2 separate regions of the Ovis aries genome follow, and region 1 is linked to region 2. A link is a contact called in public Hi-C data. All regions are on one chromosome and are shown on one strand. The core of a region is the stretch at or near the end of the contact, and the rest is flanking DNA. Distances in the headings are between cores, read along the strand shown.

Evidence for each region. A called contact is a pair of places that touch in the nucleus more often than the background predicts.
Region 1: a Hi-C map of tail adipose tissue shows a contact between it and region 2, with 14 times the contacts expected there. The contact joins two enhancer-like sites. A contact is called at or near these places in 8 of 16 Hi-C or Micro-C datasets (blood, hypothalamus, mesenteric adipose tissue and 4 more).

The regions. Positions count from the first base shown.
Region 1 is chrX:20,061,488-20,066,465 of ARS-UI_Ramb_v3.0, reverse strand. All of the region lies in intron 4 of SMPX (small muscle protein X-linked), which reads left to right. Among named protein-coding and RNA genes, the nearest start is that of SMPX, 33 kb to the left of the region's middle. Within about 2 kb of position 2,200, at least 6 of the 54 cell types and tissues checked have an H3K27ac peak or open chromatin away from gene starts, as enhancers often do.
Region 2 is chrX:18,971,125-18,976,672 of ARS-UI_Ramb_v3.0, reverse strand. No RefSeq gene overlaps it. Among named protein-coding and RNA genes, the nearest start is that of TRNAW-CCA, 90 kb to the right of the region's middle. Within about 2 kb of position 1,357, at least 5 of the 54 cell types and tissues checked have an H3K27ac peak or open chromatin away from gene starts, as enhancers often do.

The sequences.
Region 1 (4,978 bases), core at 951-3,450, 1.1 Mb before region 2:
TTTTTTCCTGTTCCCCAATTGCTTAGGATAAAGATGAGTTTGCAATGGTTCTGAACTGCAAGGTTTTATTCATTTGTTAACCTGCCTGGTGAAGCTTTTGTTCTAGGCCCTGGTTACAGCCTGTGTGGGTGTAAAGTACTCTTGAAGGTGAACGTGAGGAGTCTTTGAGCTGATGGTGACAGTTGCTTTAAGAGGCTCTCTACAGCAAACACACAGAAGCTACCTGGATGGTTTCTATTAAAACAGAGATCTGGAAGGCCTAATGTGTGGATTCTCAGGAGGGATTTGGAACTGGTGAAAGCAGATCTGAGCCCCGAGAAGGGCACATCTGCTCTGGCCAGCTCGCTAGAAGGCAGAGGTGACTCAGGACCCAATTTTGTAGACCCTTGTAATCTGGCATGTAGATTTCCTTGGGCTAAAGGACAGTTACCACTGGCACTTGCCCTGCTCTCAGTGCAATAGAACTCATTACTCTATCTCCAGTGGTTCTGAGGATAGAGGGCAGCATCTAGAGATAGTCTGATTGGTCACAACTTCAGAGAGGTATGGGGTGCCACTGTCATCTAGTGGGGACATGCCAGGGATGTTGGTCAATGTCCGACAATGCTCAGGACAGTCCCGCTCCCCAACAAAGTATTATCCAATCTTCAACGTTAGTTGCGCTGAGTGTAAGTAACCCTGATTGATCTACTTCGAAGACTGACGTTAGGACCATCTTGCAAACATTCTTTCCCAAGAAGTCAATGCAATGCATTTTACAGAAATGAAAACATTAATAAAAAGAGAATAGTAATTAATGGCCCAATATTTATAATCAACTCACATTAATCAGAGACTTAGGAATCGAGCACTCTTAAATATGATTCTTTTGTTAACTGATAAACTAAGCATATTTATGGTATACATGGCATACCTGAATTACAGTATTTGGCCTTAAACAAGACCATTTTTGACAGGTTACTTTTTCCTCTCAGATGTATCAGAAAGCAGTAGGTTATCTCAGCAGCTCATCAAGTCTTTTAAAATATGAATGTTAGGCATGAAGCATTAACATCCATGTTAATGGATCAGCACTAACATCCATGTCATCATTTTTACTGTCATCATTACATTTATTATATACTCGTGATATGCCTGACATATGTACTTCACATACATTATTTCATTTACTCCTTGTGCTGACTATACAGACTATATGCTGTGATGCCCGTTTCATTTATGTTGGGGGAAGAAGGCTGTGATAGTTTGTGTAACTTGACTAAAGTCATACAGCTTGTAAGTCACAGAGGTCAGATATCACACTCCATAGCCAGTTCTTTTAATCACTAGCACCCACTGCATTCTTTAAAAATGTTCTTTTAGTTATAGTCTTCTGGGTTTTGCCAATATTTCACTGTGTTAGGTTGCAGGAAAAACCAGCAAAGGCTTAAAAAGGCTGCAGAAACTGTCATCTACACAAAGAGGTGACATCACAACTTTGACATGTTGGTTTATTTATTCATTCATTTGTTTGCTTGTTCATCCATCCATTCATGCATGAATTCACTCAGTCAACAAGCATTTATTGAGCATAAAGCCTGCACCAGGCGCTGAGGATACCAGCTTTGGGGATTCAAATACGGATCAGGGAGTCTAGCCGGGGTCAGGTGAATGGGCAGAATATTGCCTGGAAGCATGAATCATTTGCTCTCTTTAAGGGTCATGGAAAACAGGAAGGGTTCCTTACTGTCTATAAATATCAGAGCAAGAATGAGAGAAAGGCCAAGGAGGTGAAAGGAAAGGAAGGAAGGAGGGGAGGAGGACGGAGAGGGGCAGTAGGGGCCGTGCCTGGGAGGCCGTGGCCCTGGCCTGCTGCTGACAAAGCTGCGGCCGGTCCGAGGAAGGCCAGGCCTCTGCAGAGCCCGCCTTTGCTCCTGGGCTGAGCAAGGGCTTGGCAGGCATCTGTGTGTCATCAAGAGGCAGTCTCCTACCCATGAGGCCTTTTCTCTCTATTCCTTCTCACGCTGTGTGCAGCCCACGCAGAAAACTGGGGAAGTGAATTCCGGGCTGTCTCATCAGGCTTGGCTGCATCGTGACAACGCTGCTCGCTTTAACTCCCCCGACACATCGTGGCATTTGAGAAGGAGAAGGAGTCACGACGAGACCCGCACATTTAACTTGTGCTTAGCGCCACCTCTCCCTGCCCGGGGACCGATCAGTCCACACCCTCCGGTTTAGGGCTTTATGTGTAGGGCGAGGTGGTGGCTGCTTTAATCCCAGGCAGGACAGTCAATTGGCTTCTCACCGAGGGACATTTCTATTAAGCTGCAGACAGACTGGAGTCGCTTTTGACCAGGCAGGTGGCACAAAGGCAGCTCAGAACAATTTCATCTTGACTGCTGGGAAAACAGCAGAAAGCAAACTTGTCTTATCACCCAGAAGTCACTGGAAGCCTCTAGAAAGGACAGTGGCACTTCTTTCCACTCCAGAAGACCTGCCCTGAAGTGTCAGAGGCACAACTGAATTCCTGAACACATAATATACATTTTTCTGCCTTGCTTTTGCCTGACCCCTGATTTTAGATACAAATGATAGGAATCATGGCTGCCCTTTCGTTCCGGAGGCAACGGATCCTGAAACCTTACCAAACAGGGTTATTCAATTCTGCATGTTCAAACATCCATTTATTCAGAGTAGATTGAAGTTGATTTTCATTTCTGAATCATCTATATATGGGCTACCTGGAATTTACTTTAGCCAAATTAACCTTTTTCTTCATAAAGCAAGTTAGTACCATGAGCTGGATTTGAATGGGAGGGAAGGATTAAAGAACTGGAATGAATTCACTCCTTTAGTAAGTGAACATCTGGGCATCTACTATATGCCAGGCACTATGACACTAATGGTAGGTGATACAAGACAATGTCCCCTGAGGGACTCCCAGTCTAGTTGGGTACAATGTAAAAGTGGACTTTAGCACATAATGGCTGCAGCAGGAAGAAAAAAACGAGTTGTGGCCTTTGAATACAAGTGACAGAGATTCCAGACAGGATGTTAGAAAACAGATATTCTATTGAAAGAGGGTTGAAGAGCAGATGCTTTAGAGGTGCTGCAGGCACAGGTTCATGCCTTGGCTTTGCTATTCTCTTGGTCTGTGACTTGGCTCATCACGGTTTCTTTTTCTGAAAAATGAGAGTAATACCTATCTCATGGGGGCAAGTTTTCTCACCACCCTAAAGGTCACTGAGCAATGTTTGGAGACTTTATGGATGTCACAATACAGGGTGGGTACCATTGCCATCTAGTGGGTGGGGACCAGGGATGCCACCAAACATCCCCCCACAAGAAACTTCAGGAGTGTCGAGGCTGAGAGACACCAAGTCACACATATAGTGTGTACACAGTAGCAGCTATTATTATGATAGTGTGCTACCACGAGAAGGAATTTAATTTAAGACATTGAGCACTGGACGTGCTAGATAGAGTGGGACACATTTGCGCTTCACTTCCCGCTGTGTCACGTAGTAAGTCTGTGACCTTGGGCAAGTTCCTGACCATTCCAAGCCATGTCTATAAATAGGAATGATTATCTCAATCATGAGAGGCAAATAGAAAGAGAGTGAGTTGACTCAGATGGGGCACCCGGCACAAATCAGCATCCAGAAAGCGTCATTCCCTTTTTAGTCCCCACAAATTGCCCATGCCCTTTGCTCCCCCTCCCTTTCTTCCAAGGCCAAGTGTCAGTTGGTTGGTTTTTACATGAAATACTCTCTAAAGAGGAGTTCTGCATATTTTACCAGGGAATATGAAAAAGCTCACTGAAAAAGAAACCCCAGTAATTGTGACTAATCTGAGCTCACCGAGGCCCTTGTAAGCCCCTGGGAGGACTTGTGTCTCTGACCTCCTGAGATGATCTCTAATCTGCAAGTACCATGTTTCTCCAGAAGGAGGCACTGCAGTCCCATTTTTCAAAACCTGCAGCAGCTGCTGTTTCCAAAGCCAATAAAATTACACACATTTCACTTGAGCACTTTCATTTGATCTTTGGAGACTTCAAGGGATTTCCACACCTTCCTTGGCCACTTTTAACTACTAAATATGTCCAGTTTGCATTTCCGATCTTTCTCTGAAGAAAATCAGTTTAAGAAATATTTAGAGTCAAGCCGCCATTCTCTTACTATCAAGGGAAAGGGAAACAATGCATTTCAGACACCATTTTACTGAGCATTTTGAATGGGCTTAATGGCTAAAAACAGAGGCATCTCATATTTTTAGTAATCTTTTGTACACAGACTGTATACTAGTGAAGTCTGGTCCAGAAACTAAAACAAGATCCATGTTGATCTAAACATCCAGAAGCGGCCCTGTGTCTTCTCTAAGACATCCTCTCCTGGCTTATGCCCCATTCACATCCAGTCCCCTCCTCTTAGTATTCTCCAGGGGCGTTTTCTCCCTCTTTCTGATGAAACTAAATTTGATAACTGAATCATTTCTGCTTTGCAACAAGAGTGAAACAGGTAGGCAGTCAGTACCAAATACAACCGCCACATAACATGGCAGTTTGGAGACTCTATGAAATGGCTACTTTAGGGGGTGTCAAGAACCAGGCAATGAGGAAATAAAGGCTCATTTGGAGTTTTATGGCAAGTTTTAAATCCCATCTTTTAACTGGAAGCTACTTGCAGTAGTAATATTAACAAGTTCTTGCACTTGATTTTAAAAAGTCCAGCCTACTTCTGTGTTTACTCTCTTCTGAGGCTCACAACAGTTCCATGAGACAGGCAGGGCAGGAGTTGAATTTGCAGTTCACTCTTACGTGACTTCCAGCTTCACTCAGGGTAGAAGACTGTGGGATGTGTATCATCAAGAGAGTTTGTTTTAAGACTAATTTTTGATTAAGTATAGTTAAGTTCATCTGTATCAATAGATATAAGTGGGTAACTTAATCCTAGCTCTCTTTCTCTGTCAGTGAGAAAAGTTCTGGGTATAGGCAGAACCA
Region 2 (5,548 bases), core at 108-2,607:
AGACGATCTGTCATTTGAGAGAGGCCGGAGCCTGTGCTCTCACGTCCCTACGCGATCGGGCTCTTTTCTATCATCTTTGGAAACAGTTTCTGAGGCTGTCACTGAATCGGGGTGGAATACAACAGTTGCAGACAGAGCTGTTTTTCTCTCTTCCCTTCCACCCAAGTAAGAGAACAGGCTAATAATAAACCAAAGTTCTAGAACTTGCTTTTGAACTGAAAATACCTCCGAAGAAAACCTGTTTCTTCCATCCTGCAAATGGGAGGAGACGCGATCAGCCAGAGCAGGGAACTGGCGTATTTTCTGTGAAAGTCCGCCCTCTAGTGATGTATTTCGGTAACGACTGGCTCTCGGGAGAAGTAAACAAAATTACCATACCAAAAAGAATTTTTTATGCGGGAGGGAGATCTATAGCGAACTCATTAATGTTCAACTTTACAGTCCTAAGTCAGCGGTTATGGAGGATCCACTGAGAGATTTGCACAAGGGAAATTCAAAACACTTCTGTTACTTGGGGAGTTTTCCAAATACCTTGTTGCCGGGTGTATTTATAGAGAAGTGAAAATACTGCAACTCCGAAGGGGCAACAGTGGAAAGATTTTGGTTATTTGCATTAAACCCTCAGCGAAATAGTCGGAAGCAGTGTGAGGTCGCTTCAGATGGGCAGATGGACAAGAATACCAGAGCAAGTAGAAATACTTTTTACAAAATGTTTTGACTAAAAACGAATGAAGATTTTTTTTTTTTAAACACAGTACAATCAGCTGTGCCTACAGTGGCAAATCCTCCACTGATGACTCTTGTCTTTCTACTCTTTTGCCTCCTTGTAAAAGCCCTGCAAGCTGCTGCTTATCTTTACTTCAGTATTTAGATTGAAAGGGCAGTGAGAGAAAGCCTTTATTAAGCATTCCACTCAGCCATATTCCATTCCGCGGTTCCTGCTTACATTTGATAAGGAACAAACTCCAATGATCTACGGTTAGCTGCTAGTAGCGAGGGAATTTCCCCTTCATAATTCCCTTCCCTGCTTCTCCTTTTTCACTCTCCTCACCCTCCCCCACCTAATTCAGACCCCCTAAACTGCCTCCATTATTCATCCCAGTCATTCCTCACCAGGCCATGCACAGGCATCCACGTTTATTTCCTTAAAGATTCTCAGTTTAACCTCTTGGTGCCTGAGTCTAGCACTCACTGGGACTGAGCACAAGTTTTCCAGTACCCACTCTTGGGCCGATTGAACGGGAGCCCATCAACAAACAGACTACGTTACATAAGCCAAGATTCAGGCTAGCTATGATCACACCGCCACAGTTTCACCCACGTGCTTGGAGACTCTCCACCAGCCCCTGGTGAGAAGCAAACCCAGACGTCTGTAGCTGTGTGTACATTTTGTGCCAGGCAGCAAGCACAGGGGTATAGAATAGACTCTACATTGTGTATTCTGAAAGGGAACTACTTAGCAGAATTCATGTTGCCCCAAGGGGAATACAGAAGCATGCTTTCCTCCTTTGAAATTCCTTCAGCTCTTTATTAAGAATAGCAGTGTGCTGGGGGTGGCTTTAGCTCATTTGCATTACTACCTGGTCAGCATGGGTTTGGTGACTAGGGTGAACAGAGCAGCGGTGATTCCTTCTTCCTGATCCTTGCCTGAGCTTTCTCAGTTGGATGCTTTGTAAGAAGAAGAGGGCATCGCGAGAAATTGAATTCCCTCTGTGATAACCTGAACCATAGCTGCTCAGGTTCCAAACCCCATTTAAAGAAGTCTAAATCTCAGATGGAGATTCGCTTTGAGAAACGAGTAGGCAAGTAAAACCTCTCTCCACTTGGACAGAGATTGTCATTAGAAAAAGGAGACTGGAATTGTAGTCATTTTTCATCTGCGTGATTTCAGTTGATCCTAAATAGGTCGTTGCACTTCGCCTCTGCTCCTCTGTTCAGCTGATGCTCATTCAGATATGGGCAGATGACAGCAATGATTGAGCATTGCTTTTAAGTGGAAATAATATTTTTCTACCAAGATACCATACACACATTTAGTATGCAAGAAAACTCCCTTCTAACATTTTTCAGATCAAATTTATATTATATGGATATTCTCTCATTGTTATAGATTTAACTTTACATTGTAGAAGGGAGATCATTCGAATTCTAACAGGGAGAGCAAAGAAGGAGGAGATGGAGAATAGAAAATGGAAAGGGGGAGAAAAGAAAAGAGGAAAAAAGACAAGTAGAAAGTGAAAGGGTCTAGGAATATTTAAAGGTATGAAAGAGAGCAAGTCCCACTCTAAGAGTGAGGGTCAGTTCATTGTTGCTAATTTGGGAAAACTAATGGCTTTTGAAAGCTCATCAGACTCTAAGGTTAGAGGTATCCCAGCTATACACAGCCCCCTCCCCACTGAGAATCATTACTGACAATAATGTAATAATAATACTGAGAGTGATATAGTGGGAAATGTCACTGATATGAGAAGTTATACATGAGAATCACATGGAGAAAGAATAGGCTGAGGACCTGGAAATAAGGGAAAAAGAAATGAACTCCTTCACTGCAAATGAAAGACACCAAAAACACATTTGAAAATAAGCTATAGAAACTCTCAAAGAGGAAAGTAAACCCGGAAATTAAGTCAGTGAATACCTACAATACCCCCATTCCAAACAATATAGGAAAACAACAACTCCTTGTTAATAAGTGAAGAGGAGTGTGTCATTCTCAGGGACAATTGGTCCCTATGTGGCAGTCACTTTGCAGAGAGCTGGAGTCTACATTTTTCTCATGACTGTCAGAGATTCTTATTATGTAAATGTGGGTGGGTAGCAACTAGTTTTGGGTTCAGTGAGGATATTTTCAGCATTTTTGGATTAATAATTTCTAAATTCTTCAGCAAAGGCTTTCCAAAACCTTAAGTCTGAATTGTCTTCAATTACAAAGTTCTGAACTTCTTTATGAGTTGCCTTCCTTCTAGCTTTGGTTGTTGATGATGGTGGTGGTGGTGCAGGTGGTATTTTGTGACAACGATGAAGTTGTACAAATAAGACGATGAGGTTATACAAATAAAGGAGACAAAAGGGATAGGTCTTTTACACTGCAGTTTTACACTGCAGAAGAATTGATTCTTATGAAGGGTTTTGCTGCCATCTAGTGGCTATTATGTAGAACTGCCTTATTCTGATATAAAATTCATTGAACTAAATTTCTTTTAATGCACCTACACTATGCCGAAAGTTAGTCGTTTAAAACACTAATACTACATGGGAAAATTATTTGGAAAAGAACGAATATATGCACTTGTATAGCTGAACCACTTTGTTGTACACATGAAACTAACACAACATTATAAATCAACTGTACCTCAATATAAAATAAAAATTAATAAAAATGAAAACGTTTTAATAAAAGTAGATTTTTAAAAAATACTCATACTAATGTTTTTAAAATACTGCTAATGATGATTTACCCTGCCACTGATATGTTCCTAGTATACTAGAAGAATCAGCTAGTTTGATGTAAACTAAACCAAGAATAATACAGTCAGAAACAGCTGAGCAACTGGGCACACACACACGATGCTGACTACATGTCAGACAGCCACCTAAGTGCTTTACATGTTTTAAGTCACCTAATAGTCTCAATAACCCTTTAAGGTACTATGTTTAGCCTCATTTTCCTAAACAGGGAGCTAAGGCTCAGAAGGATTATATAATTCCCCTAGTCACACAGAGTAAATGCTGGAGCCAGGCTGTGAACCAGGCCAACTGGCTGGAGCCTGTTCCACTATGGTATAGTCGTATGACAAGTATAATCAAAGGAATATATAGTAACTTTAGGAAATAAGTCATGGCAAGAATTTGGAGTAGAGGAGAGATCTAAAATATATTTAGGGGATAGATTTAATAGGACTTGGTGGGCAATTGGATGAGGAGCAAAGGAGGAAGGAAGTTGTTAGTTTCTGGGTAAGCCAAATGGGAGATGATAATCAATCAAGAAAGTGCATTTTGAAGTAAGCATAAATGGGAGGAGAATGGGTGAAGGTCAGACTCATTTCTTGAGTAGAGGCTTAGAAGTGATGAGAAGTAAACATATTTCAATGAAAAATTTTAACATTAGGAAAAGATCTCTGCATGATTAGGCAAACTATTCCTTAATATTGTGAATCATTGACTTGAAGAAGGCATATAAGATTATACTAATCTAATAGAACTTTGTAACACCTTTGATATTTCTGAAATGGAAAATGTTTATCATGAGCTATACCTATACCTAAATGTTCAAATGTTTTATTATAGAGTATACCAAAAGTGTGTAATGTGGGGTCCCCTGTATGTTCTTATGAAATTTTTCACAATTTTATTAAAGCTGGAGAGGCCTTGGAGTTCATGTATTCCAACCTCCTCATTTTGCAAATATAGAAAGCTATGTCAAGGGAAATTAATATTTTTGAGCACCTACATTATAATAAGGAACTGAAGGAGTCATTCTGTGGGATTAAAAGAAGGGTAATACAGAGATCTTATTCTCAAGTTTATGCATTAGTTGGAGAGATGACAATATAGTGTACAAAACAGTTGTTCTTCTGATCTGCTCAGAATCCATTCTCTTCTTTTGGTCACAGCACCATATATTTCTTTGGGGAAGCCATTCCTTCTCCACTGTCAGTGATTTATCTGGAGCTGACATCACCCCTGGTTCCAGGTGATACAACCTAGCCAATAAAACTAGTAGCCTGTTTCCATGGGGGTTAGTTGATCCAGGGATGGGCTCATTGCATAGCCCAGTCAATAAACGAAAATTATTTTTAACACTTTTTAGAAAAAATGCCCTCTTTCCATTCACTGAGGTTGCCAAACTGAAAGGAAGTCAGTCTAGAGCTGCTGGAGGCAACCATGTGAAGAGTGTCCTGAGAACAAGGCTTCCAGTGGAAAGAAGACCAAGAGAGAAAAAGACTTTGAAAGTTGCTGGCCATGTCTCACTCTCCAAATCAAATGACCCTAGAACTTTCTAGATTCAGCATCCTCTTTACCGTGAGGTCTCCATTCCTGAGGTCTTTATTTTAATCATCCACATGGTTAACAGAATTCCCTTGCTGAGAAGTTACATTCCTTGATTCTCTCATGTCTCCCTGTTGCCTTTTTAATTGAATGATTGGTTAGCTGGGTATGATACTCTTGAGTACCATTTTCTTTCCCACCTGAATTTGCAGATATTATTCCATTGCTTTCTGAACCTTAAATGTGGCTTAGGACTGCCAGATAAAATACAGGATGCCCAGTGAATTTTATTTTTTATTTTTACTTTATTTTACTTTACAATACTGTATTGGTTTTGCCAAACATTTACATGAATCTGCCACGGGTGTACATGAGTTCCCAATTCCAAACCCCACTCCCACCTCCCACCCCATATCATCTCTCTGGATCATCCCCGTGCACCAGCCCCAAGCATCCCATATCCTGTATAGACTGGCGAAAATTTCAGATGAATGATGAATGTTTTTAGTATAGCGCTGTTCCAAATGTTGCATCTAAAATTTAAAATTTAACTGGGGAG